Linked DNA regions of Mus musculus: regions 1 and 2 are each linked to region 3. Evidence: chromatin contacts called from public HiChIP or PLAC-seq data. All regions are on one chromosome and are shown on one strand. Each heading gives the region's core, a stretch centred on a gene start, on an enhancer-like site or on the middle of the called end of the contact. The rest is flanking DNA. Distances are from core to core; before and after follow the strand shown.

Region 1 (2,971 bases), core at 2-2,501, 310 kb after region 3:
AGGAAAAGATACAGACTCTTATGAATATGGACATGGATGTGGGCAGGTAATGGAGACTTCTGCCCATGACACAATAGTCTGGAAAAGTTTATTCAGTCTATGGCACCTGAAGGACATAGAAGACAGTCCAGGCAGTAACGAAAGGATAATCCAAAAGGAGGGATAAGCAAGGGCAGAGTCCTGAGCTAGAACACATCTCCTCCTGGCTTGTAGCCTGAGAGGTGGATAATATGGTTAAATCCATTAATTGTGGGATGGTTGGTTATATCCCCCAGGACCTCAAAGGTCCTTGTAAGGATTTCAACATTTACTTAGAGATGACTACCTGTACCTGGCAGGAGTGAGGTCCCCCACCCCCCACCCCCACTTCAGCTCTCAGCCTGTTGAGATAATAGACCCTAGGGAACTGGAATTTCTCCTGGGAGTCTTCTCTTTGCTGACCTGTTACCAACTAGAGGAGGTTTGTTTCCTGGAAAGAGTTTTCACACAGCACTGGCAAGTGTGAAGCAGGAGCTGAGACAATGCTATGTTGGCGATGGGCCACATCTTGACCAGGAAGGGCAGCTTGCCTGCCGTGTGAATTGACTTTCATATCCGGACTCTGAGCTCAATATTTGGTCCTCTTTTCAATATGGCTACAGTGAATAACTCTTCCTCTGCCCAGCCTCGCTGGTTTTCTCTGTAATTAGCCTACTGGGGATAGGTGGCAGAGCCTCGCTTGTTAGGGCTGTCAGGGCCTGAGGTATGACCCTAAAAACCTCTGCTAATGAAGCTAGAACAAGAGGGTTTTGAGAAGGCATGATTTGACTCCTAATGGGTTTGCTCTAGTGTGTTTTAATTAAAAGTATTCTGTAAAGAGAGGGGGAAAATTGCTCTTCCAAAAAAATCGCTTTTCCAAATCTGTCTTTGAAAGAAAGAAAAGAGAACAACAAACAACTGGAAAATAAACCAGTGCATTTGCCCAGGGACAGATGGCAAAGGCTGAGAGTGAGTCACAGAGTCACAAACATGACCGTTCTGTCAAAAGTGCTCAGGAAATAGCTCGGTCCCTAATTAATAATTCCATGCCGATAAATCTAGCTGGTAGCAAGTGGAATGAGATAAGATCTTATGGGAACATGCTTCCAGTAAGGTTGGCAAAGAATTCTGTGTAAACTTAACAAGAACTGAAACTCTGGCCTAACAGTTTATCTCTGAGGTGTGAGTCATGTCCTTAGCAACGACTGCCTGGTTCTGGTATTGGGCATTGAGGCAGAGGTGTGGGCATCTGATTCGGCAGAAGGGGTTGAGAGTGAAGTAGAAGAAACAAGGAGACTGCTGTAAAAGTGTGGGTGTTGTGGGCCTGCCACCTGCCCTAGGAACTAACTCTGTGCCACTTGGGGCTCTGCTTGTTTAAGTTATTGAAAGGTTTTGGGTTTGAGGGCTCAAGGGACAACACTGAGGTGAATTGTCTTTGGTGTAAGAGATTTATTAGTGTTGTGGCAGCCACTTAAATCCAATATAAATCCAACCTTTCAATGCAAATGACAAAAATCTATTGTGACCAAGCTGCTACAGAATTGACTCAGGAGCTGGACCATGACCCCAAAGAGAAGTTGCATAGCATATTTAAAGGATGAGACCACAAAGCGAGGGGGAAAGTGGTGGGCTATAACATTGTCCAATTGTATTTTGATATAAGGGTGTTTTCACCAATCAGTTCTTGGGCCTGGAAACATGAACTTAATTTGACCCTGCCAAATTAAGCAAGATAGAGAGAAGTTGTCCTTGAGATGTCTAGACTCAGAAACTGTTTCCTGATAATAGATGTTGTTCAGCTATTGGGAAGTCCTCAGCTCCTCTAGGGCCTGGGACCTTGAATTTCATTTCTCCCTATGATTAAATGGAGTCTGAAAACAAAATGGTAGCACTTAGGATAAGTTTCCTTTGCTTGTTTCAAACATCAGAAGAATTATTAATGCCAACGACAGACAATAGCATGGTAAGCTATGATGAGACAGAAGTCCCTTCTTTAGCTCTCAGGCCTGATTCCTGGGAAACAGGGAATGGAGAGGGAGCCCTGAGTTCCAGGAAAGGAATACAGGACCCAAGCTGTGGAGGAAATGGGAAGAAAGGGTGTATCTAGTTGGGGCACACACATTATAGACGTAGCCCTTCTGGTGTGGTGGGGTCTGTTGCCAGAGCCTATAAGAGACTAGCTGGGAGTCAAATGAGGTGAAGGTCAGAATATAAAAGAACCGTTTCACAGGTGGTAGGAGAGGAAGGATGGGGTAGGGAAGAAGGGGTGGGGCCCAAGGATGGGATGGAGGGGAGGTGAGACAATCCACCACAATGGTTTCCAATCAGATCAGCAGCTCCATTTCCTGTTTCTATCAGTGGCCTGTGCTTATAATCATAGAGATGGAGACAGGGGGATCCTTGGGACTCTCTGGTTATCCAGCTTACTTTAATTTTTAAATTGGTGAGCCTTGGGTTCCAGTGAGGACCTTATCTTGAAACAACAACTAACAACAATACATTGGCAAAACGGGCAGCCATCTGCAGAACAACACCCATGGTTGACCTCTGGCCTTCACACACAGGTACATACACATGCAAGTGCACCTGTATACACCCCCTCCCCAACACACACACACACACACACACACACACACACACACACACACAGAGAGAGAGAGAGAGAGAGAGAGAGAGAGAGAACATAAAAAAGTAGGTTTATTTTGATACAGAACAGACTTAAAGTTTAAAAATCATCGCAAAAAACACAGCTGGATAGAGAGCTGGGGGGATGCTTCATGGGGCCTCCATGACACAAAATGGGCAGAGCATTCTTTGAGAGAAATACAGCGATGAGGAAAATGTGATGGTTGTGAGCTAATGAAAATCAGGATGACTATAGATTTTATCCATCCATCTCAATGTACAGGAGAGGGGAAACATTGAATGCTTAGTATTTCTCAAACCTTTCAAT
Region 2 (3,018 bases), core at 189-2,688, 360 kb after region 3:
CCATGAAATCTTTTATGCGGTAGTAGTGGCATTTCTGAATGAAGTGGCTTTAACATATGATCTCAGGGCCACCACTTGTCAGAACAGTGTCACTGAAAGGCCATGCCTGTGGGGTGGGGTGGCAGTTTCTGTAATGGCTCATCTCATGGGATAGGAGCTATGCTCTCAGTCCTGTGGTGGCTGGGTTAATTCAGGCAATTCACTTGTAGAGCCCGTTTTTTGATGGCCTTCCTAGGAGAACGATGGTCAAATTAACCTTGAGAGACCTTTGCTTGTAACTGAGGATTTACCCAGTCTAAATATCTCTACTCACTTTCATCTTTACTGTTTCTCTTTCAGATCTACTGTACAGCTGGGAATTTTATAAATGCTTATGTCCTCCTTCCTCAAGTTCAAAGAGAATAATGTAATACATCAAGTCCTCAATAAACAGACATAGGAAGTAAGCAGATGAGTGAGTCACATTTTGAGCAGAGAGCAACAAATGTACTTTGAGTTTGGATTCTGACTCTCTAAGGACAGATTTTTTTCCATCCATCCATCCATCTATCTATCTATCTATCTATCTATCTATCTATCTATCTATTTTGTAACCTGCTACGTCAAATGTCATTGAGTTCCAGGATGGAAAACGAAGTGTTCATTAATCAACTAGATGCAGGAATGCCCTCTTTCCCTTTGGGACAAGTAAGGCTGAGGTGATGGCTGATGCACATCAGGGGATAGGGAGCTCCTGACTGTCCTATTGGAGGGGTAGGGGGTAAGGGTCTTTCCTGGTTCTCTTTCCCACTTGGCACTTTCCTTGCGATTATTACTGCAGCATACCCCACACCTGCTGCTGTAAAGGCCAGAGAGGACAGAATCAGCCCTCAAAGCTTCGCCCAAGCTCCTCGGCCACGCGCGCAGCGTCCCCGCCGCGCAGTCACCTGAGTGGCCAGTGCCCCGCAGCGTCGCGCCCGCGCACGAGTGGTCGGCACCTTCTGAGCCAGCAGCATAGAGCCCAGGCATCCCTGCTTTACGCCACTCCGGGACACAGGTGGGACACTCTTTTAGTCCTCAATCCCTGGCGCGAGGCCACCCAAGGCAACGCAGGACGCAGGGCGTTTGGGGACCAGGCAGCAGACTGGGGCGGTACCTGCGGAGAGCCACGCAACTTCTCCAGGCCTCTGACTACTTTGGAAACTGCCCGGGGCTGCGACATCAACCCCTTAAGTCCCGGAGGCGGAAAGAGGGTGGGTTGGTTTGAAAGACACAAGGAAGAAAAATGTGCTGTGGGGCGGGTTAAGTTTCCCACCCTCTTCCCCCTTCCCGAGCAAATTAGAAACAAAACAAATAGAAAAGCCAGCCCTCCGGCCAACCAAAGCCCCAAGCGGAGCCCCAAGCGGAGCCCCAGCCGGAGCACTCCTTTAAAAGGATTTGCAGCGGTGAGGAAAAAACCAGACCCGACCGAGGAATCGTTCTGCAAATCCAGGTATGTTGAGGCCATCTAAGGCACTGGGTGTCGGGGCGCGACGCTACTCGTGGACTCCTGCCTGCAGAGGAGTTCTTCGGAGGGGCCTGAAGGGTCTGTGTGTATCCAGACAGTGACGCAAGCGCAGCGACAGCGCTCCGGACCCAGAAACATAGCACCTGGGTTCAGCTGTGGTTTCCGATTTATCTTCAGGGGTGTGTGCTTAGCCTAACCTCCATGGGTTTCTTGTCTATCACATTTAGAGGGTTGGATTCATTTCAGAGGGCTTTTTAATAATACCTCAGGTGTGCCTCATATTAAAAATCTAGACTTCTGTAATTGCTAATCTTGCTAATTTCATGAAACTAAAAGACTCCATTGGTCTTGGGTTGGGGTTTTTATGTGCATTAACAATCAATGTTTTCAGGATTTTTCAGTTAATAGTGGTAGGGAAAACATAGCATTTGTAAAGAATTTGGAAATATATAATTAATACAAGAATAGATCACCTGGCACTAAAAGAGTCATGTTACCTTTAAGCCAATGTCTGCAACACTGAAAAACTGAATAGAAAAAGGAAGAAAGAAGTACCGCAACTACATAAATAACCTGTGGCTTTCACACAGTACTTTTTTTTTTTTTTTTGTATTGTATATTTGGAAGAAAAAAATTGTAGAAAGCCAAAAATTGTAGCTTTCTCATCAAATACTGTGTGGCACTTGTGGCTTCTTAGCATAAAGTTGTGTGCAGAATGTTTAAGAAGTGGTTTTCCAGACCACTTCAGAGTGTCTCTGAAATGAATCTCAATAACAGAGACAGCAACTTCAGTGATATGTTTAATAATCTTGGAATGAATCCCAGAAAATAGTAGAGGTTAACTAAACAGATCAATCAGAAATTAGTACTACACACACACACACACACAGTAGTACTATAACGTGGCAGTGTACTTTTTGCTTAATTTTTGAAAAACAGAACACCTTGACATATGTGGGCACAGAAGGAGACAGTAGCTTTTTTTTTTTTTTTTAACCACATAAAATATTTTACTGTTGGTATTTTTAAAATTGTTTGGGATTTAGACACTGCCAGTTAGGCTAGGCATAGAAGCATTTTTAGCTAATTTTGTTGGCTATGGTCTAAAATGAAATAATGTCTTACCACCCACAAATGCTTTGTGTGCAATCTAAGAAGCAAAAGGACTTTGAAGTACTCCTTTATGAACACAGTTTAACTTATTTTCAGTTCTTTCTCTGTCTTTTGGCTGGGAAGAACGTCGACCAGTTTCTCTGTGGTCCTCATAGTACCCCCTGAAGCAGAGGCTCGGTTCCTTTGAAACTGAGCAGACTGAAGTGGATCCTGTGCTGATTAGCTAGGGAGCCTTAGAGCTCAGATACCCTGCTGGTGCTTGCTTGAAAAACAAGGGGAACACTGCAGGCATCTGCCTCTTAGATCCAGGCCAGCTCATTCACAGCTTGGGGAGCTGTGGAGCTTGGCAGAGACCCTTTTCTCTTTTGCAATGTGGGGCTCTACTCTCCTATGACTTTATCGAGGAAAAACAGTCATTG
Region 3 (3,102 bases), core at 255-2,754:
TTCCCAGGACACATAGGTGGTGAACGATCCCCCTCTCACCATCCCTCACCTCTCCTTCCCTCTGGAGTCCCAGTTAGTCACTAGCCAGGAAGAAAATCAACTCTAATAACAGGCAATCACACTTGCATATTTTATATTCCAAACATAATAAATGAAAAGACAGAGAAAAAAATTGCCTAGTTCTAGGAAAGGGGTGGGGGTGGCTATCTCTCCCCATCCACTCTCTCCAATATAAGGCCAGGAGGAGCAAAAGGCACTGCAGAAAACAGCTGTTAGGAAGAATTCAGGAGGCTCCGGGAGGAGAATGCTACGGGGGTTTTGGAAACCGGAACTTGAGGACACCCCCCCCCAAATCCTTTCTTCTTCCCTCCCTCTTGGAAGAGACTTGGGGCTGGGTGTGCCTTCTGCTTTGAGAAGCATTTGGCTCGGTAGAAAGGCAAGGGGCCAGGGTGCGGCCCACAGGGAATAAAAGCTTAGGCCTGGCTCTGGGCTAAGTTTAGTGGGAGATAGAGGAGACCGGAGAAGTGCAGGTCTGAGTGGAAGACCTACTGTGGAATTAAAAAAAAAAAAAACCCTCACTAGGGGCAGGGCGGGAGACACCTCTCTTTTTCAACTTAAACTCAACAGTTCATTGCCGGTGGGAAGAAGGGTGAAGAAAGAGACAAATTTTAACGTAAACTGTGAATTGCAACTTCTGGGGACTAGAGAGGGCTGACGTACCAACGCTATCAGCAGGTGAAAAGAAGCGCCTTTTACCAATTCTGGGGTGTCGAGGTCTGGCCAAGCTCTGGTGGGCAGGGCACTGTCTGGCTTCTTAGCTCACCTCGCCTCCAAAGCGGGAAGAAGCATAGGTGTGGTCTTTCTCCAGGAAGGTGGCAGCTGGCTTCGCGGGGCAAGGGAAAGGATTCCTCACCGGGAAGGCGGGGAGGAGCCCCGGGGTCAGCTGCGGCCAGGAGCCGGGGTCTTCGCCAAGTCCCCTCCCCCTCCTGAAAACCGACCTGGACTAGGATCGATTACAGCAACACCCTCTCGCCTTCCCAATAATTTCGCAAATAATAGTAATAAGCCCAGCCCCTCTGGCGCACGTTTAAAACAAACAAGCAAACAAACAAAAACCCAGAGCCCTGAGCGGTGGAAACAAACAGGTGAGTCCAGGGAGAAGCGGGAAAGAGTGGGGGATAAGAGGGGGGGCGTTCCCAAACGTAAGGGGAAACAGAGGTTCTCCCAACCTCTCTCCATTTTCCTTCCCCCTGCCCCCCAAGAGTCTGCGTGACAGGCTAGGTACCGCAAAGCCCACTCTGACAGCCTTCCCGCAGCCCGCGCCCCCGCCTGCCTACCCTAGGCTCCCGTGTCCAGGCTTCGGGGACCGCGCGGCGCTCGCCCGCACCCCGGCCCGCCACCGCCGCCGCGGGGACTCCGCTCTTCCTCTCTCCGCCTCCTCCTCGCAGACTCCTCCCGCCGGATCCGTCATGTAAACAACATCCCGGCTCTATTTCCAGCGGCCGCGGGACGGCGAGGGAACCGCGCCAGCGCCCAGCCACCGGGCGGGGGTGGGGGGAAAAGCGAGTGCGCCACAGCTCCGGGCCTGGCCCCGAGCTGCCGCCCCGCGCGGTCCGCCGCCTACCGGAGCTGGCGCCGAGCGCCCAAAGGCGTCCAACAGCAGCCTCCGCCCCCGCCGTCGTCTCCGGGCTCCGGGATACGGGGCCGGCCCGGGTGCGAGCGCCGTGCGCGCGCCGCACAGCCGCTCTCTGCGCCCCGCGGGCCGGCCAGGGCGCGCCGCCAGCCCGGGGCCGAGAGCGCAGCACCCGGAGCGCGCACACGGACGCCGCCCCCGCGGCCGCGCGCACCCCGCACCCACCTGCGCCCTCGGGGGTCCCGAGCCCCCCTTTCTTTGTTCATCCCGCTATTTGCATGAGGATTATCTAATGACGCAGCAAGGCTCGCCACAACGTGACCGTCGCCATTTTTCTGTTTTTATTCTAGCTTTGCCATGTGATAGATTGGGGAAGGGGGGGGGGGGGTGGAAAAGGGAGAGAGACAGGATTGAAGGAAAAAAAAAAAAAAAAAAAACTTCCGGGTCTCATGACCGGGAAGGGAGAAAAACAAAAGGGAGACGAGACACAACTCCAGGCGAAGGACGTGGTGCGTGTGCGCGCGTGCGCGCCGGTCTCTCCGTGCCCAGGAGCCGGAGGCTGGGGTGCTCCAAGCATCCTCCCATCATCAGGGTCCGCGGATCCTGGTTGTGCGGGCCTTGTGCTCCATCCTTCTGCTGGGTACCCGGCTGCCTGCCCTTGCCTGGCTCCAGTGGCTCAGTGGTCCATTCAAATAACAGAATCGGAAGACCGCTGCATTTTCTAAGTTGTAAAACAGTTCGCTCCGAGGACCCCCACATGGCGAGGGCAGGGGGAATCAGACCAGTTCAGATTTTCTTTCTGCTTCCTTTTCTCTTTTCCTAAAGCTGGACGCACAGCTTAGGGATGGTTTGTGGCGTTGCGGGCTTTTTGGTTTGGTTTGGTTTGGTTGGGCGAGGGCGTGCATCGTGGCTGGATTTATTGAGGTAGAAATTTAAATAAAAGGTTCAGTGCTAGGAAGGGTTGAGAAGACTGCTGCAGAGCTTTGGGCCGATTCGTGTTCTACCGTGTTAATTCACATTCACAGGACGTGATAGGTGCCCAGAGTTCACGGTTGCTGAAAGGATAAATGTCTGGAACTCTGCCAGGTCTCAGTGACAGAGTTTGGTGCTTTCGGTTACTTGTGTGTGTTCCTTCAAGAGCTTTCACTTTTGTTTCTCTTCTGCGTGCCTCTCGTATGATTGAAAGCAGAAGTGGACCTTAGCGTTGACTAGGGCGCTACCACTTACAGGTGAGAGACACAGGGTAGGTCTAAGCTAAATACCGTGTTAGACCCCAGTTTGTTTGGACCGAGAGACAGCTGAGGGGGTAAAGTAGAGCCTAGCACCGTGCAGCTGTAGTTCCGTTTTGTAACATTCCTGTGCCTAGAACTTAAAGATGGATAACTCAGAACTGCTAACCCCACAGGACTGCTGCGGGGGTTCATGACCTCTTCCGGCACCTTTCTTGAGTGTTGACTCAAATATGTGTG

The links. HiChIP or PLAC-seq counts read pairs in DNA pulled down with a chosen protein or histone mark.
Region 1: a contact with region 3 is called in a FOXA1 HiChIP or PLAC-seq map of pancreatic cancer cells. The contact joins the enhancer-like site here to the promoter of E130102H24Rik in region 3. A contact is called at or near these places in 12 of 39 promoter capture datasets (3T3-L1-derived adipocytes, the C10 cell line, HPC-7-derived erythroid cells and 7 more), 3 of 15 datasets of contacts at CTCF or cohesin (embryonic stem cells, large pre-B cells and pro-B cells), 35 of 484 Hi-C or Micro-C datasets (B cells, the C10 cell line, the C2C12 cell line and 26 more) and 14 of 115 datasets of contacts at active chromatin or transcription factors (craniofacial prominence, embryonic forebrain, embryonic limb bud and 8 more).
Region 2: a contact with region 3 is called in an HNF4G HiChIP or PLAC-seq map of pancreatic cancer cells. The contact joins the promoter of Lepr here to the promoter of E130102H24Rik in region 3. A contact is called at or near these places in 3 of 39 promoter capture datasets (hippocampal neurons, liver and maxillary cranial neural crest) and 1 of 115 datasets of contacts at active chromatin or transcription factors (pancreatic cancer cells).

What each region holds. Positions count from the first base shown.
Region 1 is chr4:101,668,825-101,671,795 of GRCm38.p6, forward strand. No RefSeq gene overlaps it. Among named protein-coding and RNA genes, the nearest start is that of Leprot, 23 kb to the left of the region's middle. Within about 2 kb of position 1,252, at least 17 of the 459 cell types and tissues checked have an H3K27ac peak or open chromatin away from gene starts, as enhancers often do. A contact at or near this core is called in pancreatic cancer cells and uterus, where this site is marked.
Region 2 is chr4:101,716,468-101,719,485 of GRCm38.p6, forward strand. It overlaps Lepr (leptin receptor), which reads left to right and starts at 1,439. Exons shown (of 19, transcript NM_146146.3): 1 at 1,439-1,471.
Region 3 is chr4:101,354,744-101,357,845 of GRCm38.p6, forward strand. E130102H24Rik (RIKEN cDNA E130102H24 gene) reads right to left here and starts at 1,505. Exons shown (of 2, transcript NR_040708.1): 1 at 1,338-1,505. The region is part of intron 1 of 0610043K17Rik (RIKEN cDNA 0610043K17 gene); the gene reads left to right.